Linked DNA regions of Mus musculus: all the other regions are linked to region 2. The links are chromatin contacts, called in public promoter capture Hi-C maps. All regions are on one chromosome and are shown on one strand. Each heading gives the region's core, a stretch centred on a gene start, on an enhancer-like site or on the middle of the called end of the contact. The rest is flanking DNA. Distances are from core to core; before and after follow the strand shown.

What was found. Capture Hi-C pulls out chosen DNA fragments and counts their contacts.
Region 1: a promoter capture Hi-C map of adipose tissue shows a contact between it and region 2. The contact joins two enhancer-like sites. A contact is called at or near these places in 1 of 15 datasets of contacts at CTCF or cohesin (pro-B cells) and 1 of 9 other capture datasets (adipose tissue).
Region 3: a promoter capture Hi-C map of adipose tissue shows a contact between it and region 2. The contact joins two enhancer-like sites. A contact is called at or near these places in 1 of 484 Hi-C or Micro-C datasets (cerebral cortex) and 1 of 9 other capture datasets (adipose tissue).

What each region holds. Positions count from the first base shown.
Region 1 is chr3:135,876,321-135,880,733 of GRCm38.p6, reverse strand. The region is part of intron 6 of Slc39a8 (solute carrier family 39 (metal ion transporter), member 8); the gene reads right to left. Among named protein-coding and RNA genes, the nearest start is that of Gm31243, 23 kb to the left of the region's middle. Within about 2 kb of position 2,508, at least 7 of the 459 cell types and tissues checked have an H3K27ac peak or open chromatin away from gene starts, as enhancers often do. A contact at or near this core is called in adipose tissue, where this site is marked.
Region 2 is chr3:136,250,973-136,255,406 of GRCm38.p6, reverse strand. It overlaps Bank1 (B cell scaffold protein with ankyrin repeats 1), which reads left to right. Exons shown (of 17, transcript NM_001033350.3): 3 at 383-534. Among named protein-coding and RNA genes, the nearest start is that of Bank1, 73 kb to the left of the region's middle. Within about 2 kb of position 2,391, at least 32 of the 459 cell types and tissues checked have an H3K27ac peak or open chromatin away from gene starts, as enhancers often do. A contact at or near this core is called in adipose tissue, where this site is marked.
Region 3 is chr3:136,608,625-136,613,557 of GRCm38.p6, reverse strand. No RefSeq gene overlaps it. Among named protein-coding and RNA genes, the nearest start is that of Ppp3ca, 59 kb to the left of the region's middle. Within about 2 kb of position 2,812, at least 87 of the 459 cell types and tissues checked have an H3K27ac peak or open chromatin away from gene starts, as enhancers often do. A contact at or near this core is called in adipose tissue, where this site is marked.

The DNA.
Region 1 (4,413 bases), core at 1,259-3,758, 370 kb after region 2:
ACCCAATCACAAAAGAACACACATGATATGCATTCACTGACAAGTGGATATTAGCCCAGAAGCTCGGACTACCCAAGATACAATTCACAGACCACATGAAGCTCAAGAAGAAGGAAGACCAAAGTGTGGATACTTTGGTCCTCCTTAGAAGGGGGAACAAGTTCATAACAGCCCTATTTATAATATCCAGAAGCTGGAAAGAACCCGGGTGTCCCTAAACAGAGGAATAGATACAGAATATGTGGTACATTTACACAATGGAGTACTACTCACCTATTAAAAACAATGAATTTATGAAATTCTTGGGCAAATGGATGTATCTGGAGGATATTATCCTGAGTTAGGTAACCCAATCACAAAAGAAGTCACTTGATATGCTCTCACTGATAAGTGGATATTAGCCCAGAAACTAGAATACCCAAGATACAATTTCCAAGACACAAGAAAATCAAGAAGGAAGACCAACGTGTGGATACTTCATTCCTCCCTAGAATACGGAATAAAATATCCATGGAAGGAGTTGCAGAGACAAAGTTTAGAGCTAAGACGAAAGGATGGACCATCCAGAGACTGCCCCACCCGGGGGTCCATCCCATAATCAGCCACCAAATGCAGACACTATTGCACACACCAGCAAGATTTTGCTTTAGGGACCCTGATATAGCTGTCTCCTGTGAGGCTTTGCCAGTGCCTGGCAAATACAGAAGTGATGCTCACAGTCATTTATAGGATGGAACACAGGGCCCCCAATATATGTGCTAGAGAAAGTATCCAAGAGCTGAAGGGGTCTGCAACCCTATAGGTGGAACAACACTATGAATTAATCAGTAACCCTCAGAGCTCTATATGAAGGTTATATGCAGAGTCTCTAGCTGCATATGTAGCAGAAGATGGCCTAGTTGGCCATCATTGGGAAGAGAGGCCCCTTGGTCTAGCAAACTTTATATGCCCCAGTACAGGGGAAAGCCGGGGCTAAGAAGTGGGAATGAGTGGGTAGGGGAGCAGGGCGGGGTAGGGTATAGGGGAATTTTGGGATAGCATTTGAAATGTAAATGAAGAAAATATCTAATAAAAATGTGGGGGGGGAAAAAAACAAAGAAGGGGGAACAAAATACCCATGGGAGGAGTTCAAAGTGTGGAGCAGAGACTGAAAGAAAGGCCATCCAGGGATTGCCCCTCCGGGGGATCCATTCCATATACAGTCAGTCACCAAACCCAGACACTATTATGGATGCCAACAAGTGCTGGCTGACAGAAGCCTGATATAGCTGTCTCCTGAGGGGCTTTGCCATTGCCTGACAAATACAGAGGTGGATGCTCTCAGCTAACTATTGGACTGAGCACAGCATCCCAAATGGAGAAACTAGAGAAAGGAAGGACCCAAGTTTCTGAATAGGTTTGCAGCCCCATAGTAGGAACAACAATATGAACTAACCAGTACCCCCAGAGCTCCCAGGGACTAAACCACCAACCAACGAGTCCACATGGAGGGACCCATGGCTCCAGCTGCATATGTAGCAGAGGATGGCCTTGTCAGTCATCAATGGTGAGTAGGAGCCCTTGGTCCTGTGAAGTCTCTATGCCAGTGTAGGGGAATGCCAGGGCCAGGAAGAGGGAGTGGGTAGGTTGGTGAGCAGGGGGAGCAGGGAGGAGATGAGGGTTTCCGGAGGGGAAACCAGGAAAGGGGTTAACATTTGAAATATAAATAAAGAAAACATCTAATAAAAAAAGAAAAAATATATACAGTTCCTCATGTTCCCAACCATAAAATTATTTTGTGGCTGGTTCATAACCCTAATTTTGCTACTGTTATGAATTATGATGTAAATATATGTGTTGTGCAATAGTCTTAGGTGACCCTTGTGAAAGGGTCATCTGCCCCCCTCAAGGGGTCATGACCCACAGATTGAGAGCATCTGCTCTACAAGGAGAGAGTCATTTGTAGTCACCATCTTCATCCTTGCTGTTGTTGTTATGAAGTAGTGACCACAAAGTCAAATGGCTTGAGTAGGTCCCAGGCCCTGCTTTAAGCACCTTATATATTTAATTTACCTCAAAAAAATAAATCTGAGGTAAGAAAAACTATTATAATTTCTGTAGAGTGAAAGAAATTAAAGTGGAAAAGTTAGTGAATTTACCTGGAGGTGAAAACAAAGCTGGGTGTCCCCTTTGGCACAGTGGTCACTGACTGATGGCTAAGGAGGGAGGGGAGTCTCCTCTGTGGTGAACCCTAAAAGCACTTCCTATTGAGAATTCTTCCTGAACTCTTAGCCCCAAAACTCTTCTCAACACTTGCACAGAGAGAATGCCATCTTCTCTTTAGACTAGGTCTTCTTATTTCATACCTGTATTTTAAGTGCGTGACAAATGAATGTTAATGAGCTTCGGTGAAAGTGGACCTTGAGTCAGGAAGCAGTGACTGCTCACCTGAAACAAAGGGCGCCATGGGGAAAGCCACAGAGAAAGTGAGCTGGGTGTGGTAAACACGTTGCCCAGTTACACTTAATAGGACAGAGTTGAATTCCAGCAATTGCTTCACTTCCCCACTTGGCTTACCTCACCACTCTTATGCTTATGATTTCCTTATTTCTTGTGATGATTTAGGGAAAAATATGCAAGATCGAGCCTCGGAAACCTACATGCAAGGTGACTCTGCAAACACCTTTGATTCTACAAAACAAATGGCACTGATAAATCCAGCATGACCCTCTTGCCTGCACACACAGGCCTCACTGGCCTTGTTCATTATACTTCCTTCGAGCTCTGTGTGCTCAGGTCTCAAATTAGACCGTTGAGAAAGTTAGGGGCCATACATTGTTAATCGCTTTGCAACAAACCAAAGTCACCCAGGAGGCAAACAATTGCCGTTCTTTCATAATTCACCCAGAGTAAATCACTAAGGAGAGACCACTGAAAAAGCTAACCACACTAGTGGATTTTCCTCTCCTGATCTTCATTTTTAAACTTTTGCTTAGTGCTACAGTTGCAAACCTGCTGCTATCACTTGCTTGCTTGGTTCCTTGTCTGCTTTTATTCTTCAAGATGACTTTGCAATCCTCAGCCACGATAAGGCTAAGGCCTAGTTTTAAAAGACTGTGAGCCCAGGATCTACAGCTGCGTTCAGGGTGGGGGTCGGGGTACTGAGCAGATTGACACTCTGGGCTTCAGCAAGACTCTTTTGTTTCCCACAAATCTTTTATTTAATTTTTTTAATTGAAAACAGATTCTTCTTTCCTATAATACATCCTAGCCAGAATCTCCCTCCCCTCTTCTCCTAGTCAACCTCGAGCTCCGCTCTCTCCCAAGGTAACTCCCCCTCCCTTTTCCTTAAGAAAGGAGCAGACATCCAAGAGACAACCACCAAAGCATAACTAAACAAGATACAATAAGACAAGGCAAAAGCCTTCATATCAAGATTGGCCAAGGCAACCTAATAGGAGAAAAAGAGTCCCAAGACCTGGCAAAATAGACAGAGACATACCTGCTCCCACTGTTAGGAGTCCCCCCCCCCCGAAAAAAAATACCAAGCTACACAACTGTAACATGTGCAGAGGACCCTGCAGGCCCCGTGCTTGTAGCTTCGGTCTCTGTGAGCCCTTATGAGCCCTGCTTAGCTAAGTCAGTGGGCTGTGTTCTCCTGGTGTCCTTGACCCCTCTACTTAATGCCCGTTATTTGATAGATGAATGCAAATGAAATCAGACAAAATGTAGAGTAATCTGAATGAGGGTCGGAAGAATATCACTCCCCGAAATTATGAATGCAGATGGGAGTCTAAGGAGACACCACTGGACACAAGCTGAAGAGGAGGAAGAAGTTAATCCCAGCACTCGAGAGGCAGAGGCAGGCGGATTTCTGAGTTCGAGGCCAGCCTGGTCTACAAAGTGAGTTCCAGGACAGCCTGGAACACAGAGAAACCCTGTCTCGGAAAAAAAAATGCACATATCAGGTGGTTCCCTAGGGGAACAGCTTCAGTAATGCACATGAAGTTGAAGCGGGAGAAGAGGCATGGAAGGGCAAGGAGGGAGCAAGAAGGCAAGTGTGGAGGAATGTGAGGAAGAAAGAGGGGGATAAGGAGGAGGAAGACAGGAGGTGACAGATAAAAGAGGAAGGGACGAGACTAAAAGGGTAGCAGGAAGTGAGAAGGAGATGAGGAGAGGACAAAGAGGTCATGGCTGTCTTCCAGAAGAATACCGATCACATAAATATGGCTCTCCCCTCCATGAAAGACTTTGGAAATTCCTATTTTTCCACATGCAAACATGTCCAAAACACAATGTGAGAATAAAAACAATAAAACTGTGTTTTATAGAAAGGTGGATACCTTTCTAAAAAGTCCTTAATAGACTAAGAACAAATATATTTGAATATATATATATATTCACATACATACAAACATACATACATACATACAT
Region 2 (4,434 bases), core at 1,142-3,641:
CCATTGCTGGCTTATAATTAGTACTTAAAAATTAGAATATGTACATACAAGTTAGTACTTTGGTTTAAATGTTCTAATGGAACTTTTTCTTCATAGTTGTCATGCAAAATGAATTTTCTAATATTCTACTAGTTTATTAATAGCAACAGAAAACTGTGATATTTGGAAGTTTTGTGAACATTTGACAAGCTGATGAACATATAATCATATAACTAGTATGGCTGAGACATAAGTATTATAATAGTATTTAATCAAGAACTATTATTTTAATGATAAAGATTATTATTTCAACTATCCAAGATTCATTTCCTGTACTGATGAAATTGGCCTTTTAGTAGTGGATGGAATGATAATTAATTGTATTCATGCAATTTTTCTCCAGGTCCTGAAGACTACCTTGAGGTCAGCATTCCAACAGACTCAAGAGCCAAGTATCCTGAGGACACAAGTGGACAGAAGGGAACTGACGTCCTAGCATCTCTGAGACCATCTGTGCCTCGGGTACTAGTGCTTCCTGGGGAAATTCCATGTGAGGTCAGTGCTGCTGGCCTTTCTTTAAGGGCCCTGTTGTTTTCATAGACACCATAGTTTACTGTGATGTGATTTTAGTTTGCTCTTTTTCACAACTGTGTCCTCAGAACCTACAATACTATCAGGCCCCTAGTAGGCATTTAAAACAGATGCTTGCCTTTCATAAAACACGGCTTGACACTTTAGAAAGATACATACATATTAAGCTTCTTTTAATAACTTAATTTCACAATAAGCAGATTAAATATTTTATCTTCCTAAAGGGATATTCACTGCTGAATGGAACTTAAAATCACTTTTTTTCTTGATCACCATTTAAAAATTGTAAATGTGTTATTGAATGGTGACATTGTACAAGGTAGAAGAATTAATCTCTCAGGAATAAGAATATAATTAGAGGGAGGACTTAGAGAAAGTAACAATGTAAAAGCATTCTTGATCTTTCTTCCCCTGTGCCTTTTTTGGATTGACCAACTAAAATAAACCACTGGAAACGTTTGAACATCAGTGTTGGATATCAATACCTATGGTGTCCTTGGATGTAAAGGACCACAGTATAAAAGAGCCTTATGGGAGATTCTTGAAAAGATCCATCTAGAAGAGGCTGGTGGATTTACATGACCTGACATCAGGAGGTCTGCGATGCCACCTGTCAACTCTATGGCCATCAAAGGTGACCATTCTTTAGTGTTGCTGAAGTTTAAATTTCTCACTTTCACCCAGCATGCTGTTCTGATAGAATTGTCCCTCTAAGTCACTTTCCTGTCAGGTCTTGAGGAAATAGAACCACTTGGATACTACCATAGACATGCTGGGAATCTGAACTGTCCACTTTCCCAATACTAGACACAGATGCATAGGCAAAGATAAGTTACCACAAGGGTAACAGAATGGGTAGCTTACACTGGGGAGAAAGGGGCTGAATAACCAAAGTTGGTCGCTCCTATGGAGTCAAGAAACTATGGAAGAAACAGGGAAAGTAATAAAAGCAATGTGATCTAGTTTCAAATAGATGAAATCAAAGTAGGAAATAAAATGACACTCAGAGTAAAAATAGTTCCCCAGAAGTTATGCAATGTGTCTAAATAGCTGATTTAAAAAATATCTGCAGCAGTATAATTTGAGTATTATAAAACCCTCCCCATATTAGTCACACAAAAATTGAAGTTCAATAGCAGGCTTCAGGTGTCCTCAAGCAGACATTCCTTATGCAGCTGATTTGCCAGGGGTCCTTTCAATAGATCATCTTGGGCTTTTCTTATATTTATGGATGTGGATAGAATTCTTTCAGAGCTGATAAAGTTAAGCTATTTCAATATCAGATCTGTCTTGAGAACTCTACCTTTTTAAAAGCCCTAGAAGTCAAGCAATCATATAAGGCATTTTTAAACCCAGAATTATGCTCCAAATTTTCAAAATAATCTCAGCCTTTGGACCAAAAATAGTTATCGCAAGAAATCTTGGGCTTTCAGTAAGTAGATCTTAGTACAATTTGAAGCACCACAGAAAAGATCATTTGGTTCCAGCTGAGTGAAAATTGTGTTTCTGGTTTCCCTGGAGAATGTTCAGTATATGCCAATGATCTGAAATGACAACCTTTGAACCTCATTTCTGAGAAGCCTTCTAGATAGTGGGTGGGCAGAGAACAGAGACCAATGCTTTTCCTAACAAAGGGACTATAGAGATGTTTCTGGGATCCTAAAACTTCCATAGTCTATCAATGATATCCCTGACAGTTTCTAGGCAAGTGGAAGTGAGCCTCGTTCATACCTAGCGCTGTTGAAACCCATAGGTCTATATTTCTAACATGCTGACATGACCATGTGTTTGATAAGGGCACAGACTTCCTTCCCTATTCAGAGAATTAGTCATTTGCTCTTCCTCCTCCCCACCCCATTCCCCAGCACCACCCCTGCCTCGTAGCTATACAGAAACTGGGTCTGTGGACTTGTCTCTTACAGCATTTCAGCTCACTGTCCGCTCTTGGTCTATAGAGATGGCTTTTGTAAACTGCCAGCTCCCCACTGCCTGTGATCCCAGGAGCTGGGGAGCATTGATCCTTCTGCTGTAACCTTTCCCAACACCTTTCTTTCCGCAGATTATCAATTCCATAAGCCTTGACAATCTTGTTCTGCTTCAAAATCAGGAGGAAAATCTGATTTTGCTCTTTAATATTGATCCATTGTTCTACTTAAAAGAATTATTCCCCAGGTCTTTGAGAAACAAATAAGTAGATGAGTTCTGTGTAAAATTAAACTGGCTTCTTGTTAGAGACTTTTTTAAAGAATTAATTATTATATTTTTATTAATTATTTTATTTTTTTACATTCCAAATGTTGCTTCCATCCTGTTCCCCCCTCACAGAGTTCTTCCCCCATCCTCCCTCCCCTTCACCTCTGAGAGAGAATCCCCCATACCCCCCCCAGTCTGGGGTATCAAGTCTCTACAGGATTAGGTTCACCCTCTCCTACTGAGGCCAGACAAGACAGGCCTCTGCTACATATGTGCTGGGAGTCTCTGGCCAGCCCATGTATGCTCTTTGGTTGGTAGATAGAACCTTTCTTTAAGTTTCTACAGGACTGTATACTTCGTTCTATTTTAGCATAGAGCATTTTCACGTGTTTCCTGCTCAGGACCTTCGACTTTATAGCATATTACCCTGGATTTTGTATTGTGAAGTAACAGATATAAGGAATATGGTGTTACTTAGGTCTGCCAAAAGTAGCCTTTGTTCTAATAACACATCCACTTTCACCTTTCTGGTGAAATCCACATGAGTTCATTGATGGTATCTAGACCAGCAACTCTTGTGCACGCTGTCCATGGCTTCAAAGATGTGATGCTATAGTGGTTCTCGACTGGGAAAGAGTTTTACCTTTCTTTTCTAGGGGAAGAAGCTGAGCAATACTGCAAGCATCTCGGATTATCACGATTGCTACTGACATCTAGTTGACAGAAACCAGAAGATGCAATGTATTACATAATGCACAAGGCACACTCATGACAGTAGCTTATCTTATCCAAAGCAGGAATCCTACTAAAGTTAAATCCTGTCTCCTGGTGTACACCTACAACAAATGAGTCACCATCACTTCTGTCTAATGGTGGCATCAAGCACTCATGCTCCTGTCTGAGGCTTCTGTGAAGTTGGCACAGTTGTCCTGTGTTCACTTACTTTGTGAGACATGTCGCTCTTTAGTGGTGATTCCATTAACATCTTTCGCACATCTTACATAAAGCTTTCAGAAACTCTCTTACCTCTCCTGCTATTTCTGTGAGTCCCCAACAAAGATGTAGTAAGGATGTCTCTCTCACCTCTGCAGAAGCACAGCAGTTGAAAGCAAGCTTCTTTTCTTCATCTTGTTTTATCTGTGTGGAAGATCCTTCGCATATTACTAACCCTACCTTCTAATTCTTTCTCTGCTGGCATGGGGCAAATTTGGTATTAACTGAAGAAGCCCATGCAGTAAGTTTATCAAGTCCCATGAGCCTATCTTCATTGACGTGATATCTTTTAACATAAAGTAGACATAAATATGTGAAAAAGCCAGAGGTCACTGTGCAAAAGCCTTAGTAAGCTAGCCATGATCTACTGGGATCTCAATCTTCCATCTGTGATTAAACTTCAGACCAACGACCCAATCAAAACCGCAATGCATGCATATGTTATTCTAGACCAAGTTACTGACCTTTTGATGAAATGTTAAGTTTTGTGAACAGTAGAGCAACCTTTAGCCTTTATAAGTAGCAATGATCATAACCCAGTCTCTCTGTGAATTCTTAGACTCCCCCCAATAAAGGACACAAACTCAGGGGTCAAAATATGAAGCACTAAATGACAGCTTCAAAATCAATAAAAGCAAATTAATGATATTTGAACAGCCTAAAGCTTTCTCCTTGGAT
Region 3 (4,933 bases), core at 1,563-4,062, 360 kb before region 2:
CTGGGTTTGATCCTAGTATTCAGAAAACAGCAGTAGCAAAAGCAGAAGTAGCAACAATAACAGAAACAACAACAGCAGCAGAAACAGCATCAGCAACAGCAATCACAAAAACAACAGCAAAAACAAAACCAAAACACCCCCAAGTCCAAATCAATAAAAGTATTTAAAGCTGAGAAAACAAAACTGGTCTGTCAAGATCAGAACATTAGTAAATAGCACACCATTATGTGAGAAAATGTCTATGATAACTACACTAACTAGGGGTTTAAGTGCTGCAAATGTAAAGGTTTCCTAGAAAATAGCTTTAAGAAAACAGTTGTAGAATTGTTTCTAGTTTTGGGAGGTCAACATTGAAAATGTGATGAAATGTTTCCTTTTCTTGGGATAAAGGAAACTAAAAGAACATGCCACTTGAACGTAAACTTAGAAAATCTAGAATGTATTATGTAACACAAAGAATTTAGACAAAGAAAAGTAATATTCACCTGTAATATAAATTGTTAGAAAGCATTTAAATGATTGGTCATATTTAAAGTAATATAAACCCACAATTGAAAGATCAGGTTTGTATAAAGTAATAAAGACCTTTGTGTTCAACTATCCAATGAAATATAGGAAATCACACTTGTGGCTCTACCTGATATGCATTAATTTAGAAACTGGAAAAGGTGCCAAGGCCATTTTGATTTCTGTTAATGTTTGAGGAGGATTGACGTCTTGTGATATTAGAGACATACAATGTTTTCAAAGAATATGTAACATAGCAAAATCATTATAATTTAATACTAAGTGACCAAAGGAGACTAATGCCATTTCTCTCTAGCAACATCCTAGCTGGATTGTGTATCACATGACTTCAATTTTGTAAAAACACATCAATTTATTTGTAAAATCAACATAATTTCTAAAGTGTTATGATCATTAGGACAAAGTATCAGTCAGAAGCAACTCAAAGGAAGAGAGGTTGATTTCGGCACATGGTATCAGAGGTAGTCCATCATAATTGGGGGGGCACAGTGGAGCAGCTCAGTCTGTGGCAGAGTGACCATGAGGTGTTGGTTGCTTGCATGCCAAAAGATCAGGAATCAGAGAACAGGACCCAAACGGAGGTAGGTTAAAAGAACAAACAACAACAACAATAAACAACAACCTCCAACCATGTACCCCTAATGACATGTGGCAGCCAGGACCAGGGTTGCAAAGGTCCTATAGGCTGTAGAAACAGCCCTACTAGCTCTTTTTTCCACTGTTTGTGGAACAAGTACTCAGACCATGAATTTGTAGGGGCATTAAAGATCCATATCAGAACTAATAAATATAAATACACATACGAGTATAGTCTAGTGGAGCAAATGCTATGTGCAATGTGTCAGAGGAATTAAATGTGAGGAACTTTTTTGTGCTTTTGCATATTTCCCCATTTATTTCTATGATGGTTTATTTTTTATATTTCATAAGAGACCTTAAGACTTTCTCTCATTTCTGTATGATACTTGCAAAGCTCCAATCCCTATCTTTGCTACAACTGTAGATACCTATTAGCCTTCAAAGACACTACTCTCTTTTAATGGTCTCACTTTACAACAACACGTAATAGCTTATCATTTAAGAAAACTATCATGTGGTACTTGGGTTGAACCAGCCATAGGATGGCAGGATGTGGCTGCCAGAGAGTGCTGTGTATCTTCGGCAGGAACCACATCCTCCTCCCACCAGTTCTTTTTATAGCTAATGGCAGTGCCTAGGCTTCTGGCACTAAAAAAAAATTCACATTTTTAAAATTGATCTCATATCCTCACTTTTTTTTTTCCGTGAGCAATTCGCAGGATAAGCTTAATACAGAACATAGGGTATCCTGTTTATGAGAACAGTAGGTGTTAGGGATTCAAATAACTACGTTTACTTAGCTAAACTGGATAAATATGAGCAAGCTGTAAGAATAACAATCAAACAACAGTTGCTTGTTTTGTTAGAAATGATCCATCCTTTGTTATCTCAACGGAACCCTCAAAATTCTTGTCTGTTAGACTATAACTTACAAAGATCAGTCATGCCAAGGTCTAACCTGTTCTAACAGAACAATGAATTTAGCCTTGCTCACAGTAGTCTTTTGTTTTGTTTTGTTTTGTTTGTTTGTTTTTTGTTTTTTGTTTTTTTGTTTTTTTTCTTCAGGCAGGGTTTCTCTGTATAGCCCTGGCTGTCCTGAAACTCACTCTGTAGACCAGGCTGGCCTCAAACTCAGAAATCCACCTGCCTCTGCCTCCCAAGTGCTGGGATTAAAGGAATGCGCCACCACCGCCCGGCTGTAGTCTTAAAAGCTCTCGGGTCTTGTATGTTATACAAAAATAAATACTGAAACAGGTGTCCCTTGTGGACATCACTGGATCAAGATAAGTTTTGGCTTCTTGCTCATGTTTACATACACAGAAGATTAAACGGGAGCCTTAGCTCCTTTAAATTGACAGCTACCCTCTCTTTGGGAAATTGGTACCTATGAAAGAGCAACTTCCATGTTGTGACTTTTCTGAAGTATATTCTAATGTCTGAGCATGTGCAGAAACAGCTACAGTTTTGATGAATTGTGATGCTATAGAACAGCGATACACATTTAAAAGTCCAATATTCTCATGGAAAAGGCAAACAGATATAATTTTATACAGTGATGTTGAAATGAAATCCATTTATTAGACTTACTCAGTAGCAACAAAATCTTACTTCCCAAGGTCTGCAGTTGAAACTGTGGATCACCGTTGGGCAGCCCATGAATTGTGAGCGCTTAGAAGCTGCCATCTGTGTGTAACAGCCACACCCTGGGGTTTATTACCAAGGTCGTTTTTATGACTTTCTACAAATGTGCTTTGTGTCTCTGAGATGTAGTTATAAATGTTCGACTCTGTCTGGAAATCCACAGAAGGTCTCCAAAGGAAACCTCAGGGAAAGTGTGGAAACTGCCCCAGGTAAGAGAGGCGGAGAGAGTGATATACAGAAACTAGAACAAAGTTAAATAAGCAGAGGCAGGACTGGAAGCCTGGTCAGAAATGAGAAACAAATCACCTGTGTTTTGTCAACAGTGGCTTGGCAGCCAGAATAGGAAGGACAGAGGAAGTTAAACCCATGCTGGTGTCCAGAAGTCAGCTACAGAAAGTGAACCTCTTGGGCCAGATGGTTTTATGGCCTTTGTAAACAATAGATTTGCATAATGCTTCCTCAATAATTCTGTCAGGAGCAGCAGTGAGCTTGAAAACAATGCCCAACTGTGTGCTTTCTGAATGGTCAGCTTTCTAAATGCCCAAATGCGCATAAAGGGGAAATTGGGATGCTGGGTAGAGGATGGAGTTGGTAAATAAAAGGCTTACTCAGGCCAGTACGAGCAACTACTAGATGTCCCAAATGCTGATGCTCGGAAGTACTAGGCTGCTCCTGATGATCATATTATAAGCTGATCATCAAAGTCGGGGGTGGTGGGGGAGGGCTTCTCCGATTTCAGGCTTTGGAAGGTTTCCTTGTTTGCACTGATTTGTAGCTTCCTGTGACTTTTAATTCTGAGGCTTGGCTGGCTGCCATCTGCTTCCTTCTTAAGAAGAATCAACAAACCAAGTTGTTTTGAATTCTTTCCTACTACACACGTGCATCCCTAATGACCTCAGGATGTGGGACCTTCACAGGCTGGAATATAACCCTCTCTTTCAACAAGTTGGAAATCCTCATCGAACTCCTCCATCTCTCTATTTAACCTGACAACAGTTGGGTGATTGCTCTGTTGGCAACTGTAGATTTCTCCTGCACATAACCTGAAAAGGAAATGGCCCATGGAATATGGTATCAGTGATACACTCACCAAAACAAGGCACAGTCTGCTCCATAACAAGGTGATGGTCAGATACTGTTCTGAAGGAAAGATTGACAGATTCATTGGCCTTGCTTAGACAGGTAACAAAGCCCATACAACAGAACTTTAAGAACTACGAAGACTGGCAAGAGAGAGCTATGGAGTCTGCTGACATGATGAGCCTACTGTGTAACCAAGTCCTTATAGCACATTGTCTTATGCTCCAGAAAATGGGAAAAGGCCACAAACCATCTGGAGCGATCCTCTATCGCCTGGATTTCAAAGGAGAGCAAAAAGAATAAATTAAAAAAAAAAAAAAAAGAAAAGCACATTTAAGGAAACACTCCTGATTTTTCAAAGTGGGTACCCTGGATTAAAGTGTAAGAAAATTATAGGGTACACACGAAATATCATCAGCTCTGTTTATTTCACAGGGTAGCAGGTTGGGGGTCTGTGCTAGTCAGCTTTTATTGTCAAACTGATCTAATCTAGAATGATCTGGGGAGAGGAAACTTCAATGAAGAATTGCTCAGATCTAATTGCCCTGTGGCTCTGCGGCCAGATCCAGGAAAGACAAACTTGATTGTTGTAGGAGGACCCTGGGCATCCCTGAGGACTTTACATGAGCCAAGGACTGATCCATAAGCAACATTCCTCCCTGATTTCTGCTTCAGTTCCTGCCCTCCTGTCTTCTCTCAATGATGACCTGTGACCTGGAAGTATAAGCTGAAGTCATCTCTATCCTCCCTTACATTGCTTTTTATCTGACTGTTTTATCACAATGATAACGCAGACAAGAACAGGGACCCTACGTTAGTTTCCACAGTGATGCTGTTCAATACAAAACACAGCAGGCATCACATGTAATATAAAATTTTCCTGTATCAATGTTAAAGGTGAAATAAACCATGTGATTAATATTATAATACAAATTATTGAGTTCAATAAATATATTTTGATATATTTTATATTATTTGTATTAAATCTGAAATGTAGCACCTATGTGAAAATGTATAACACATCCCAGCTTGTATTAGACACAATAATCCAGCTGGCTACCAGGTATATAAATGTGTATATGTATATGTACGTATATATATTTGA